Linked DNA regions of Mus musculus: all the other regions are linked to region 2. A link is a contact called in public Hi-C and promoter capture Hi-C data. All regions are on one chromosome and are shown on one strand. Each heading gives the region's core, a stretch centred on a gene start, on an enhancer-like site or on the middle of the called end of the contact. The rest is flanking DNA. Distances are from core to core; before and after follow the strand shown.

What was found. Promoter capture Hi-C pulls out the DNA fragments that hold promoters and counts their contacts. Hi-C and Micro-C count contacts between places; a contact is called where the count stands out from the background.
Region 1: a promoter capture Hi-C map of the HPC-7 cell line shows a contact between it and region 2. The contact joins the promoter of P2ry6 here to the enhancer-like site in region 2. A contact is called at or near these places in 5 of 39 promoter capture datasets (the C10 cell line, the HPC-7 cell line, cranial neural crest and 2 more), 1 of 15 datasets of contacts at CTCF or cohesin (the NIH/3T3 cell line), 9 of 484 Hi-C or Micro-C datasets (the G1E-ER4 cell line, embryonic stem cells, nephron progenitors and 1 more), 5 of 115 datasets of contacts at active chromatin or transcription factors (bone marrow-derived macrophages, embryonic stem cells, large pre-B cells and 2 more) and 3 of 9 other capture datasets (adipose tissue, embryonic stem cells and liver).
Region 3: a contact with region 2 is called in a Hi-C map of germinal center B cells, with 4 times the contacts expected there. The contact joins two enhancer-like sites. A contact is called at or near these places in 1 of 15 datasets of contacts at CTCF or cohesin (CD8 T cells), 92 of 484 Hi-C or Micro-C datasets (the 63-12 cell line, the AML12 cell line, B cells and 59 more) and 19 of 115 datasets of contacts at active chromatin or transcription factors (CD8 T cells, the HPC-7 cell line, Th17 cells and 14 more).

The regions. Positions count from the first base shown.
Region 1 is chr7:100,962,926-100,966,976 of GRCm38.p6, forward strand. It overlaps P2ry6 (pyrimidinergic receptor P2Y, G-protein coupled, 6), which reads right to left and starts at 1,441. Exons shown (of 3, transcript NM_183168.2): 1 at 1,294-1,441.
Region 2 is chr7:101,212,352-101,216,885 of GRCm38.p6, forward strand. The region is part of intron 8 of Fchsd2 (FCH and double SH3 domains 2); the gene reads left to right. Among named protein-coding and RNA genes, the nearest start is that of Gm50587, 44 kb to the right of the region's middle. Within about 2 kb of position 1,375, at least 48 of the 459 cell types and tissues checked have an H3K27ac peak or open chromatin away from gene starts, as enhancers often do. A contact at or near this core is called in the 63-12 cell line, B cells, CD8 T cells and 11 more, where this site is marked.
Region 3 is chr7:101,057,842-101,062,331 of GRCm38.p6, forward strand. It overlaps the pseudogene Gm5735. Among named protein-coding and RNA genes, the nearest start is that of P2ry2, 48 kb to the left of the region's middle. Within about 2 kb of position 2,815, at least 92 of the 459 cell types and tissues checked have an H3K27ac peak or open chromatin away from gene starts, as enhancers often do. A contact at or near this core is called in the 63-12 cell line, B cells, CD8 T cells and 11 more, where this site is marked.

The sequences.
Region 1 (4,051 bases), core at 191-2,690, 250 kb before region 2:
AAAAGAAAGAAAGAAGAGAAGAGAAGAGAAGAGAAGAGAAGAGAAGAGAAGAGAAGAGAAGAGAAAAGAAAAAAAGAAAGAAGGAAAGAAAAAAATTTCTCCAGGCTGGCCTTGAACTCATTACGTAGCTGAGGATGACCTTGAATTTCTGATCCTCCTGCTTCTACATCCTGAGTAGGGGCATGACAGATACTCACTGCCATGCCCAGTATCTTGTAGTGCTGAGGATCCAGCCCAGGGCTTCAGACATGCTTTGCAACAAGCTGAGCTTCATCCTAGCCAAATGGAGTCTCAGCAGTAGAAACTCCCACTGGCACTGGAGCTACACACACTCACGAACTACACATCCACACCTTTGTCTTGCACACACATGCAGATGCACCATGGAAGGCATAGCACTTGGTACATGCATGTAATCCTAGCGCTGGGAAGGCTGCGCCAGGTACAAAGCTAGCTTCGTACGTTCCGGAGGTAGCAGTACCAAATATGGGGCGCCTGCCTGCCTTTCCTCCGTCAGGATCAGCAGAGGCAAATGTGAACAGAAACCCTCAGAAGGATTTAGCCCTGCTCCCAGATACATCCAATTACTCTGCTTTTCTTCCCCTTAACAAGCAGTGCCTGGACTCAGGGAATCCGTTTTCCCAGTGGAGTTAACCTCAGGCTACATTGTATTTTAGCATCCTTCCTGCTAGTTCCTGCCAAGGCGCCTGAGCAGCTCTGAGAGTCCCGCCCAGCCCCTCCCCAAGGGACCCTCTTTACTCTCTAAAATTTGACACACACAGAGTTTTGGGTTTTTTTTTTTTTTTTTTTGAGATAGGATCTTTCTGACCTGCAACACACAAGAGATGCACTATGCAGAAGAGGCTAGTCTTGAACTCACAGAGATTGCCTACCTCTGCTGGGATTAAACACATTTATATGCTATATCATCTAGCATAGACAATACTCAGGCACATGCTCAGCTACTTGAACTCACAGGTAAGAAGTTGAGGCCCAGAAAGGGGAAAAAATGTCATGTTTCATTCAGAAGTCAAACTCTGACCTCTGCCTCAGTATTCCACCTCCCCACCCAAGACACAGTCAGGTCCCCATTTCCTTGCCTCCTCCACTCCAGGCCTCTGTGCCTTGTCCCCCGGTGTTGTGCAGCCTAGTTCTGGGCAGAACTTGGTAGAGGAAATAAGAGGAAGGGAGAAGGCCCCACACCCACCCACACCTGCTCAGCCTTCTGCACCCAGCCCGGGACTGCAATGGTGTGCACAGCGGGCAAACACTGGAGGAGGGAAGCACCCTTACCTGAAAACTCCCTCTGACACAGCAACCGCCTGCAAGCCATGAGAACTGGAGCAAGCTAGACTCCCGAAGCAGCCCCTGCCACCAGGCAGTTCTTGTGCCCCAGAGTGCAGGAGTCTGGGAGGTGGCAGATGAGGTAACTGGGACTACCAGGAGGGGAAGTGACACTGTCTCTCAGGCCTCAATCTGGAGATCTTGCTCAAGTGTCTGGCACAAGGCTGAGTCAGCCACTGCCGGACTAGGAGCAAGTCACCCCTAGCTCTGCCCACTCAGCCTAGCGATGGGGACCGTCGGACCATCAGTTTAGCCTGAGGGTTCCTGGGAAGATGGAAGGAGGGAGCACTCAAGGCCCAGGGCTGGGCACAGGGAGGCTCCTAGCTACACACCAGCTCCCCTCCTGGCCTCTCTCAAGTTTGGACAGAGCCTGGCTCCTGCTCATTACTGCCACAGGGAACAATTACCCTGGTTTCTCAGCAGTGCCTGGAAGGCTCATTAAGAGAGACCCAGACCCCAAGATTAAGGAATCTGTTGTCTGTGACTCCAACCATGCATGTCCAGACACCACTCTCCAGGGACCAAGAATGGCTCCTCAGAAAGAGGGTGGCTTGGAAGAAGGGCAGAACAGGGGTGACTCTTCCTCCCTAACCTCCATCCATCCTGGGGCTTGGGCAGGACCAGCAGAAGGCAATGGATAGCTCTGCCTGGGTACTTGACTGGCCCGGACAGCCCCTCCCTGTCAATCGGATTATCCCCTATCCCCTTTCTCCTCGTCTGGTGTCATTTACTAGGAGTGAGAGTGCAGAGCAAAGTCTCTGATCGGAGGTGAGAGCTTTAGAGAAAAATCAAGAGAGGTGTGTTGAGTAGAGTTAGGGTCTCCTCAAGTGGACTGAACTAGGATTTACTAGGTCTCCGTTTCCTGTACCACTTTCTGTCTCTCTCTGGAGAAGTCCACCCAGCCTGGAGGAGACCGTACCTCAAGCCCTACAGGATGGAAGCAGGCCAGGAGCTAAGGCCAGGCAGGCTCCTGGGCCCTGCTTCAGTTCGGAACGCCAATGCTTTGATTTGTGCCCAGAGCCTGGCCTGCAAGCCCTCTGCAGGCCAGAAGAGGAAATACACCCTCTGACCTACCCCAGCAGAGGGGTGGCTCTGGGGCCTTGCCTGGGTTCCAAGACAAGGCAGAGGTGTCTTGTCCCTTGGTCCTCTTCCCTGGCATGTATACATGAAAGAAGAGCCTCACAGTGGAGTTGTGTGAGGGAGCTAACACAGCTCCAGGTGTAGGAAGATCAAGATTCCCTACACAAAGCTTGCTTGGTGGTCCTAGCCTGCCCCATCCCCTAGGCTCCCAACCAAGCCCATTTTTCATACTCTAAGCCCCAGAGGCAGAAAGCATTTTCCCTTAGCCCAAGGATAAGATGGCACTGGTTAACTCTGCTTGAATTTGCTGTGTGACCTTAACCAGTGTCTGTCCCTCTCTGGATCTCAGTTCTCCTATCTGTAAGATGTAGTAGTAATAGCAATAGTAATAGTAGCAGCTGCAGTAGTAAGAATGATGATGATGATGATGATGATGATGGTGGGGTGATGATGATGATGGTGGTGGTGGTGGTGATGATGATGATGGTGGTGATGATGATGATGATGATAATAAATGAAGGCACCCACATCTTGGTGGTACCATGAATGGTCATCACAGTAACTAAAAGGCAATGTGCAGACCAAGATAACAGAGGGTATCACACGTTCCTCACATCCTGAGACCCTGATCTCTCAGGGCCCCTGGCAGCAGGCCCATTCTCTTGATAAGAAGTAAGTGTGACTTCATAGAAAACAAAGAAGTCGCTACTCCCACCCAATAGCAGGCCACTGACAGGAAGATCCCTCTGTCCCTGTGTAGGGAAAATCCTGAAAAGGAATACTGCAGTGGGGGGGGGGGGCAAAGTATCCAGAGGGTCAGCTCCCAGGCGAGAGGACGTGGCAGTCAACCTGGAGGAATGCTGGGCACGCACACTTGCGGGCTGGTCAGGGAGTGCGTTCACCTCTACATTGTGGGGTACAGTGCTTGTGTGCATCTGTGCCTTTGCTGTGCTGTCTACATACCTCACTCCAGGGTACCCCAGAATTCCCAGTCCACAGCAGTGTTTTCCCAGGCCCGCAATTCCAGGGCAGCTCAGATGCCATAGGAGATTTGTAAGGTGGCAGCCACCACAGGCTCCTCGACTTTCCCCAGAACAAAAGCAGTTGCATAAGAAGAGGAGGAAGGCTTAGGGGATTAAGCAGGCTCTGCCAGATCAGCCCTGGGTGTGGGCTTCTCTGGAAGGGCCAAAAGCCCCACTATCCTCAGACCTTTAGTGGCCCAAAAGCAATGGGCACTGAGCCTTCTTCTACAATGACCTCTCTGCCTCGAGCCACCTACAATAAGTCAGACACTCCCACACAGCCAGGCTACCCTGAGAGCCCTGTCCCTGGTGACCACTGCTGGATCAAGCTCACTGCCTTCCTTCTGGCCTTCCTTGGGTATATTTACCCCTTGCAGAACTGTGCTTCCTGCAGCAATAGATGAGAGCTCTCCCTGCCCACTGAGGATTGAGAAGGAGCCACGGGTAGGGATGGTCTCTTGTATATTCTAGGTCCCAAGGCCCTTATCCGATGGCTCCTTGCCACCCTCAAGATGTGAGAGAGTCAACACCATTCTCCGTTCTGTCTGGAATAGGAGAGGCCTGGTTGGGTTCTGTAGGAGATGTGGCCTCCCTGGGCGTTAGTG
Region 2 (4,534 bases), core at 125-2,624:
ATTCCTTCATTTCCAATGAGTATTTATGATGATTTGTCTAAGATGGGTGCTTATTAATGTGTGGGTTTATTTCTGGGTCCTCCATTCTGTTCTATTGCTTTATGTCTGTTTTGTGCCAGTACCATGCTGGCTTTGTTATTATAGCATATTATCTTTCATATAGCTATAAATGAGGCGTTTTACTCAGTTACAAGAAGATTTAGTATCACATAAGCTCAAAGCTGATGTTATTGAGAGGAGTTAGCTTTCCAAGTTCAGATGCTTTAAAATTTTAATTTGAGCTGGGCATGGTGTTGTGCAGCTTTAATCCCAGCACTCTATAGTGGAAGGCAGAGGCAGGCTGATTTCTATGAGTTCCCGGCTAGCCTGGCCAATATAGTGAGTTCTAGGACAGCCAAGGGTTAAATAGAGAGACCCTGTCTTAAAATAAAATTGAATTTGAGATTAGAGATCTTAACACAAGCTATTAATGGAATTGAGAAGTATGTGGAACACTAAGATCTGGGGTTTGCTTGCTGCCCTAGTTTCTGGGCATGTTAGGTCTTCTCTGCATCATGTCTCAAAGAATTTCCTTCCTAATAGCCTTTCTGACCGAGAACTATCTTGTGTCTTCTAGCACATTAATTTTCTTACTATCTAGTACCTTCTTTGTTTCAACTTCTATTGAGACACCAATACATAAGTTCCTCTTGCCCTTTCCACTTTTAGTAACACAAGTTTTGAAATTTCATGTAAAACAAGTAGAAGAGTAGTTGTGTTTACATCGAGACATCTAAGGCTTTAGATAAGGTGAACTCTTGACCATAGGAAGAAGTCATGCCAGGTGTATCAGTTCAACCTTGCAATATAAGCACATGGATGTTCAGGGTGACTAAGACAAGAATCACTTTGGTTTCAAGGCCAGCATGTGTTACCATATGAGACCTTGTTTCAAAATTCTGAATTCAAATAACTATGTATGTATGCATTGTTTTGCTACAGGAGCCCTCCTCCAAAGTACACTGATCATTTCACTCTGCTTGTGAACTGGTGAGATCTTCTTTACCCATCTGCAGAACTGTGGCTAGCAATACCCTGTGCATAAATTGCAGTAGAGGGGTTCTTCAGATACACATTTTTCTTTTTACCTTTCATCATCTTACTAATGAAACTCAGTGTCTCAGAAGTAACTTCTTACATTTCTTAGTTAATTTATCACTTCAAAGTAAAGATGAGGGTATAAGTAAGGAACAAGAGAGGGCGACAGAAATAGATCAGCAGGTAAGAGCTTTGTTCTTACAGAGAACCAGGGTTCAATTCCCAACACCCACATGGTACCTCACAACCATCTGTAACTCACAGAGGATCTGACACCTCCTTCTGATCTCACAGGCACCAGGCATATGAGTGGTGCATAGACATACATGTGAGCAAAACATTCATACATATAAAATAACATAAATAAATCTTAAGAAAAAGAGAACAAGATTACAATAGTTTCTACTCTGAACCAGTGAAAACTAATATTAGCTTTCCCCTTAGAGACCTTATTTATCTTTCTAGCACTAAAATAGAGAGTGTTTGCTTTGTCTTGAGTGACCAAGCAGGACCAATACAGTTGTGGTTCATGGGGAGTTTCCAGAGGACACTTTTGGTGCTCTTCCTCCTCCTAGCCTTTGGTAAAATATGCAAATGTACCAGGAAACTGGGGAGGTTTTTTTTGTTGTTGTTCTTACCCCGAATAGAACTCTTCTAAACTGTACCTGTTGAGAGTGTAAATTCAGAAGTTTGTTTTTTAAGTGAAGGAAGCATATGGGGTTTTTGTGTGTGTGTGTGTGTGTGTGATTTTTGTCAGCTAGGATTTTTTTTCCATCAGCTGCACGGAAAAGGGAATTTTATCTGCTATACTGGGTTTGCCTCATTTCCTCTTAAGCCATGATTAATTGCAGCTAGATATTTAGAATTTATAAGACTGAAAATAGACTTCAAGTCAGTGGAAAAGTGAAAGATTATGAAAGATAGAATGTTTAGACTCTTAAAAAGTGCTTTTTAACCAAAGAGTACACACCAGGGACCCATGGCTCCAGCTGGATATGTAGAAGAGGACTGCCTTATCGGGCATCACTGGGAGGGGAGCCCCTTTGTCCAGTGGAGGCTCAATGACCCAGGGTAGGGGAATGCTAGGGCAATGAGGCAGGAGTGGGTGGGCAGATGGAGGAGCTCCCTCATAAAGGCAGGGGGATGGGGGAGAGGATAGGGGTTTGTGGTGGAGAAACTGGGAAGGAGGATAACATTTGAAATGTCAATACATAAAATAACCAATAAAAAATGTAAAAAATAAAAGGGCTTTTTACAGCATACCAGCCTATATTTGATAGTATATTTGTGAAAAATAGACAAAAATATGAGTGAATATTTATCCAAGCTTAGTGAGTGTTAGAGTGTGATTTTAAAGCAAAGACAAGTGATACATGGAAAAATAGTAATAGATTTAACAATTCCAAATTTTAACACCCTCCCTCAAGTACACACACGCACACGCACACCTATATGAATTTATGTGCACCATGTACATGTAGGTGCCCACGAAGGCTAGAGGGAATCAGATCCTCTGGGAATTAGAGTCACAGACTTGTGAATTGCCTGCCTGATGGAGGTGCTGGGAACCTAACTCTGGTCCTCTGCAAGAGCAGCAAGCACTCAACCTTTGAGCCATCTCTTAGCCACAACAAACTCAGTTTTTAAAAATGCATGACAGTAACAATACGTGACAATTGAGCTAAATGCTTTACATTAAGTCTTGTGCTTTACATCTAGGTGAGGGTCCTAGCAGACAGGAGGGTTAGAGATGCTGCCCTAAAACACAAGGTTTATAATCCTGGCCTGCTTCCCAGTCTTGCAGCACATCTCCTTGCTGCTTTCTACACTACCACTCAGCAGATACCACTTCTGTTAGTCTTCTGTTACAGCAGTATTCTACTGAAACATACTAAGTTTATATTAGTTGGGATAAAGACTAAATGACTAAACTAGAGAGACTCCAAATTATGATGGTTCCTACAAGATAATACTTCTCATACAGTAGTTTAGGGTTAATAAATAGGTTCTACTTTCTGAAGTTATCCAAGGATGAAGGTACCAGGACAGCTCCATTGTTTAACTCTCATCATTGGCCTGACCAACATTAAGGACTCACTTATTTGGATTATAGCCAGTGAGTAAGAGAATGAGATCATGGAGTAGACACACCTATTTTCCTGAGATCTAGTCTACAAAGTCGCATGCATTAATTACTCCACTCAAGTTATAAAAAGAAAGCTTAGTGACATGGCCATACCTAGCAATAGCAGAAGAGTCTAGGAATTGCAGTCTTATCATATACCCAGGAGGGAAGGAAGAACAGTTTCTGCCACAACTACCACTTCTGAATATCTGACAAGTCACTAGTCACATGATAACGTAGAAGTTAATATGAAAAATAAAAGCACCTAAGAATAAAAAATACAAATATGATTTTAAAAAGAGAAATGCAAAAGAGTAGTTGATGGTTAGTAGATTTTTGACAAAATACTAAAGCCATTCAGAGGAAGAAAGAATGTCTTTGAGCAGGTGGTACTGGTCACAGCTGAATATCCACGTGCACAGAAAATTATTAAACCATTGCTGCCATGTATAGAAATTAATTTAAAATGAACTAGAGACTTAAAGGTCAATGCTAAAACTGCAAAACTCTTAGGGAGCAAAGTGTAAGTCCATATGGCCATAGGCAGTGCTCTCTTAAATATCACCAGAACCATACTCAAATGAGGGGGAGAGGTGTTGCTAAATTTACAGCTATGAAGAAAATGAAAAGACAAAATGGGGGGGGTCCAAAAAATAAGAATTTGAAGCTGTGTATGTTGGTGCATTTGGGAAGTGGAGTCAGGAAACTCAAGAGTTGAGCTGCCTGGAGACCTTGTCTTCACACACACACACACACACTCACACACAGAGAGAGAGAGAGAGAGAGAGCGTGTGAGCGAGCGAGCTCGATTGATCTCTGGTCTTCATAAAGCCCTGTGAGGTAGGTAATATTTTCATTTTACTGATCAGAAAATTGAATCTTAAGCATAATACTGAAGGAGAATCTTTTAGGCTCAACAAAACATTCATATACACAAGACTACTAAGCCACTACTATCCATCATCAGCACTGGTCTACTCAAAACATAGAGAACAAAAGTGATAGTGTACCAGCAAGGCAGCACCCAGAATGCGTCTTTGTGGAAGTAGCCTCCTACAGTAGCAGTCTCTGCAAGAGCTCTTGCAGCTGCTGAGATCCATCCCACCCCATTCCAGCTCATTCCCCAGTGTCCCAGGTGAGATTCATGTCCAACAAAATGGGCTCAGTTGGGGGCTTTGTTTTTTTATTCTTTTAGATACAATTTTATTTTTAAGGTAGAAAATGCTTAAAATAAAAAATGTATAAGAATCAAATCCACCAGCTCAGGACATTCTCACTTTGATCAGTAATCCCTTTCTTTCTTCTCACCCAGCCCTCCATCTGTCACTCTCT
Region 3 (4,490 bases), core at 1,565-4,064, 150 kb before region 2:
TGTCAGCTGCCTGTCACTCCAGCCAGTCTCCAAGGGCACCCATGCACCCACCGCAGAGGCTTACACGCACATGGCATATGCTTGCACAGACACATATGTGTTAATACAAATAAAAAAATCTTTAAAATGATAATGTCTCGTCCCTCAAAACCAGAACACTCTCTCTCTCTTTCCCTCCCTCCCTCCCTCCCTTCCTTTCTTTCTCTTTCTTCCTTTCTTCTCTCTTTCTTTTTTTATTTTCTTTATAATTATGTGTGTGTTTGTGTGTTCAAAAGTATCCATGGAATCCAGAAGAAGTTAGATCCCCTGGAACTGGAACGACAGGCAGTTGTGAGATTCGAGATGTGGGTGCTGGGAACTGAATTCAGATCCCTTGCACGAGTACGACTTGCTCTTGTCTGCTGGCTGACTTCTCCAGCCCCAAGGACATCAGGGTTTCCAGTAACATTACTCAGGATAGTAAAAAACAAATTAATAAAATGTGGACATAACCCAAATATGTGTACACTGATGAACAACTGAACAAAATGTAGCACATCCAGGCCCTAGACCATTACAGGTCCTGAAAGGGGATGAGGTACTGATACATGGTATGAAACAGGTGGATCCTGACACTGTAAGGTGGGTCACAAAAGATCCCATTTACATGAAAAGTCCCGAATACGTAAATCTGTCAAGATAGCAAATAGATTTGTGGTTGGTTAGGGATGAGGGGCAGGAGGCAGGGAGGCAGGGATGGGGAGTGCTTTCTAAAGAGTGTGGGGGTTTTTTGTGTGGTTTTTTTTTTTTTTTTGAAGTTCAAGCAATGATCTAAAATTGAATGTAGTGATGATTCTGTATGACGATGGATATTTTGAAAGCAGTGACAGCCAGACACAGTACAACACAACTGTTGTCCCAGATGCTAGAAAGCTGAGACAAGAGAATTGAGTGGGCCTAGGATATTTACCCATTTACTTTCTTTCTGACAAGGCCTCAGGTACCTCAAGATGACTCTGAGCTTCTGATTTGACATCACGTCCCAGATGCTGGGGTTACAGGCACATAGCAGTTAGGGCTGGAATCCTGAGCCTTAAGTGGACTAAGCAAACATCTAGCAATATAGCAAGACCCTGTCTCAAACAACCTGTAACCCCAGCTACAGGTCTGTGTGTGTGTGTGTGTGTGTGTGTGTGTGTGTGTGTGTGTGTGTGTGTGTGTGTCTGAAGCAGCCTGTCTGGGTTACAGGATGAGTTCATGGCCACTTGGAATAATTAGCAAGAATCTCTCTCCAAACAACAACTCGGGTTGCTAGCCCTGCAGAGTGCATGTACCCACTGAGCCGTCTTCAGCCCCTCTGTAATTTCCTATTTGTCTTTTAAAGAAATACAATCAATCCTTAGTGTACATGGAGGACTAGTTCTAGGTACCCGGATGGATGGCTGTTCAAGTCCCTGCTAAGAGCTGCCAGAGTGTGTGCATACAGCTGTGCGTACTCCTCAGTAGAATGCAAATCATCTCCAGATTATGTGTGACACCTAATGCAATGCAAATAGATGCCACACTGCATTGTCTAGGGAATAGTGGCAAGAAGTCAAAGTCTGTGGATGCACAGAATCATCTGCATATTGAGCTTCTAAAGAAGGGGTGGCCTGAGTCTGTGAAAGGAGAACTGAAAATTCGGATGGACGATTAATACCGTAATACCAGCAGCAGGAAGTTAAGGTGTAGGGTGACAGATTGCATATATATATATGCATACATATACATATACATATATATAGATATATACATACTCCTATTTTATGAATTTTCTTCAGTGAACAGAGAAAAATGAGAGGTAAAAAAAGTGCTCGTGTATGGGGCTGGAGAGATGGCTTAGTGGCTAAGAGCATTTGCTGCTCTTGCAGAGAACCCAGGTTCTCCTGGCCTCTGAGGGCACCTGCAAGCACATGACATACATACTGAGAAGCAGGTGTGTGCACGCACATAAAATTTATAAAGCTAAATGCCAGTTTAGATGGAGAAATAAAGTAAGCAACTGTTTTCATTTTAAAAGAAGGAAGAGAGCCAGGTGGTGATGGCATACTCCTTTAATCCCAGCACTTGGGAGGCAGAGGCAGGCAGATCTCTGTGAGTTTGAAGCCAGCCTGGTCTACAGAGTGAGTTCCAGGACAGCCAGGGCTACACAGAGAAACCTTGTTTTGAAAACAACAGCAACAAATGGAAAAGGAAGAAGGGGGAGGCAGGGAGAGGAGGGGGGAAGGCGGGGGGGGGGGGCAGGGTGGTGGTGGAAGAGAGGTGTGTGTGTGGGAGTTCTTGGTAAAGTTATTTGATTCTTAGCACAAATACAAAAGTAAAATCAAAGCAGCCACATTTACACTCACAATGCCTTCTCCATGCTTTAAGAATGCTTATGTTTGAGCATCTGTGTGGTGAGGTGTGTTAATCTGGTAGACTTGTATGTGAGAGCATGGGTGCACGTGTCCTTGCACTTGCAGGGAGGCCCGAGGAGAACGCAGAAGAATGTCCTAAGCCTTTCCAGACAGGGTTTCTCACTGATGGGCAAGCCCCAGGGATCCTTTTGCTTCTACCTCCCAGAAGCTAGGGTTATAGGCTAGATATAGATAACTCCAGCTTGAGGGGTTTTTATCAACTTGACACAAGCTGGAGTTATCTGGGAAGAGGAATCTTAGTTGGTAAAATACCTCCATCCTATTGTCTGTAGGCAATTAATGATTGACATGGGATGACCCAGCCCAATGGGGCAGGGCCATTCCTGGGCAAACGGGCATTGGTGGTATAAGAAAGCAGCGAGCAAGCCCCTGCCGAGCAAGCCAGGAAACAACATTTCTTTGTGGTTTCTGCTTTAGTTCCTGCCCCAACTTCCTTCCAATGAAGTGCTGTAAGCTGTAAAAAAAAAGAAACCCTTTCCTTCCCAAGTCGTGGTATTTCATCATAGCAACAGAGACCTATGTTAAAAACAAAACCAAAAAAACTTAGTGATGGAATCTGAACCTAGGTCTTCATGCTTGTCCAGTGTTCTCACACACGGAGTCACCAACGGAGTCTCACGCGGCTCAGGCTGACCTCGAACTTCCAACATAGCTTGTTACAAACTTGGCCTCCTTATCCTCCTTCCTCTACTTGCCTAATGCTGTTACCAGCATTTGCCAACGCACCAAGCTCTCCATGGGTTTCACAGCCTGTTCCTGAACTGAGTACCATTCACTCTTGCAAGACAAAGGTTTAACTCCAAATCCGTGACCTCTACCCTGCAGGTCCCCATCAAAGCATCCCTGATTCTCATCCAGTAGAGTGGTCCTCTACTATTGTGCCTGCGGCCTCTACTATTGCGCCTCCGGCCTGCCTGCATGGAATAGCTTTTTTTTTTTTTTTTAAGTTCTTCACATTTTTATTCTTTGTGCACAAAGACTAGCATGATTGGTTCTGCTTGGTAATCAGTCGAACAATCCATTCAAGGTCGCTTAGTCCAACTTAGTCCTTAGTCATTCGCGTACTGCCGGAAGCACTGGCGGCACAAGTTCAGCCCGTATTTGCGGATCAGACCGTGGCGGTTAGAGCAGACGCGGCAAGAGCGGGAACCCTGGCCGAACTTCCGTGGGTGACTCCAGTAGAGCTGCTGGTGACCCATCTTAGCATTTTTATCCCCAGTGCCCAGCTCATTCCTTCTATCCCCAGAGAGTTCTGAGTGGGATCTCCAGAGGGATTCAAGTCCCATGGATTGGACCCCAGGTGGCGCTGTCTGCCCGTGAAAGAGTCGAGGAAACCCAGAACCCGGAGCCTCTGGTCCCGGCAGCCAGCGATGAAACCTCAAATTCCAATCCTGCTTGTCCTCGCAACATCACCCCATGAAACATCATCCCACGCAACGCATCCATGCCTGGTTTATTCTCATTCTCTCTCTCTCTCTCTCTCTCTCTCTCTCCACCTCCCACTTCCCCAACCCCACTCCACCCGCCAAATGACAACTTTCAGGAGTTGGTTCTTCTTCCATCCTTCGGGTCCTGAGGAGCAAACTCAGGTTGGTTGGCTTTGCAGCAAGTAGCGTTATCCACTGAACCATCCTACCAGAACTCGGCGCCTGGTTTTACATTTCAGCATTTCAAGGCTGGATGCCAGAAGAAGTGGGTAACCCGCAGGCTATCCCAGCTGTTTCCTGGGGGACCTAACTTTCCCAGAAAATGGCATGAATATCGTTATTTCTTTCAGAATGCCACCTAAGTCTTTCTGAGGAGACGCTACTCCCCTATCTGGTACAAACCCTCTTACCTCCCTCCTTGTTGGAAAACATGGCTACGAAGTACAAGGTTCTGATTCTGAATCTAGCCCTGGTGTGCTCATTTCCCCAAGCTTTAGGGACCCTGTGTGTGACACGCAGACTAGCCCCAGCACTCTGGGCTACCAGTCCCCAGAATCTCTGCTGATTGAGAAAGGCAAGAGGTGTGGCCAGTCAGCATCTTGGCTAAGGGCAGGCTGCCCTGGAGTTG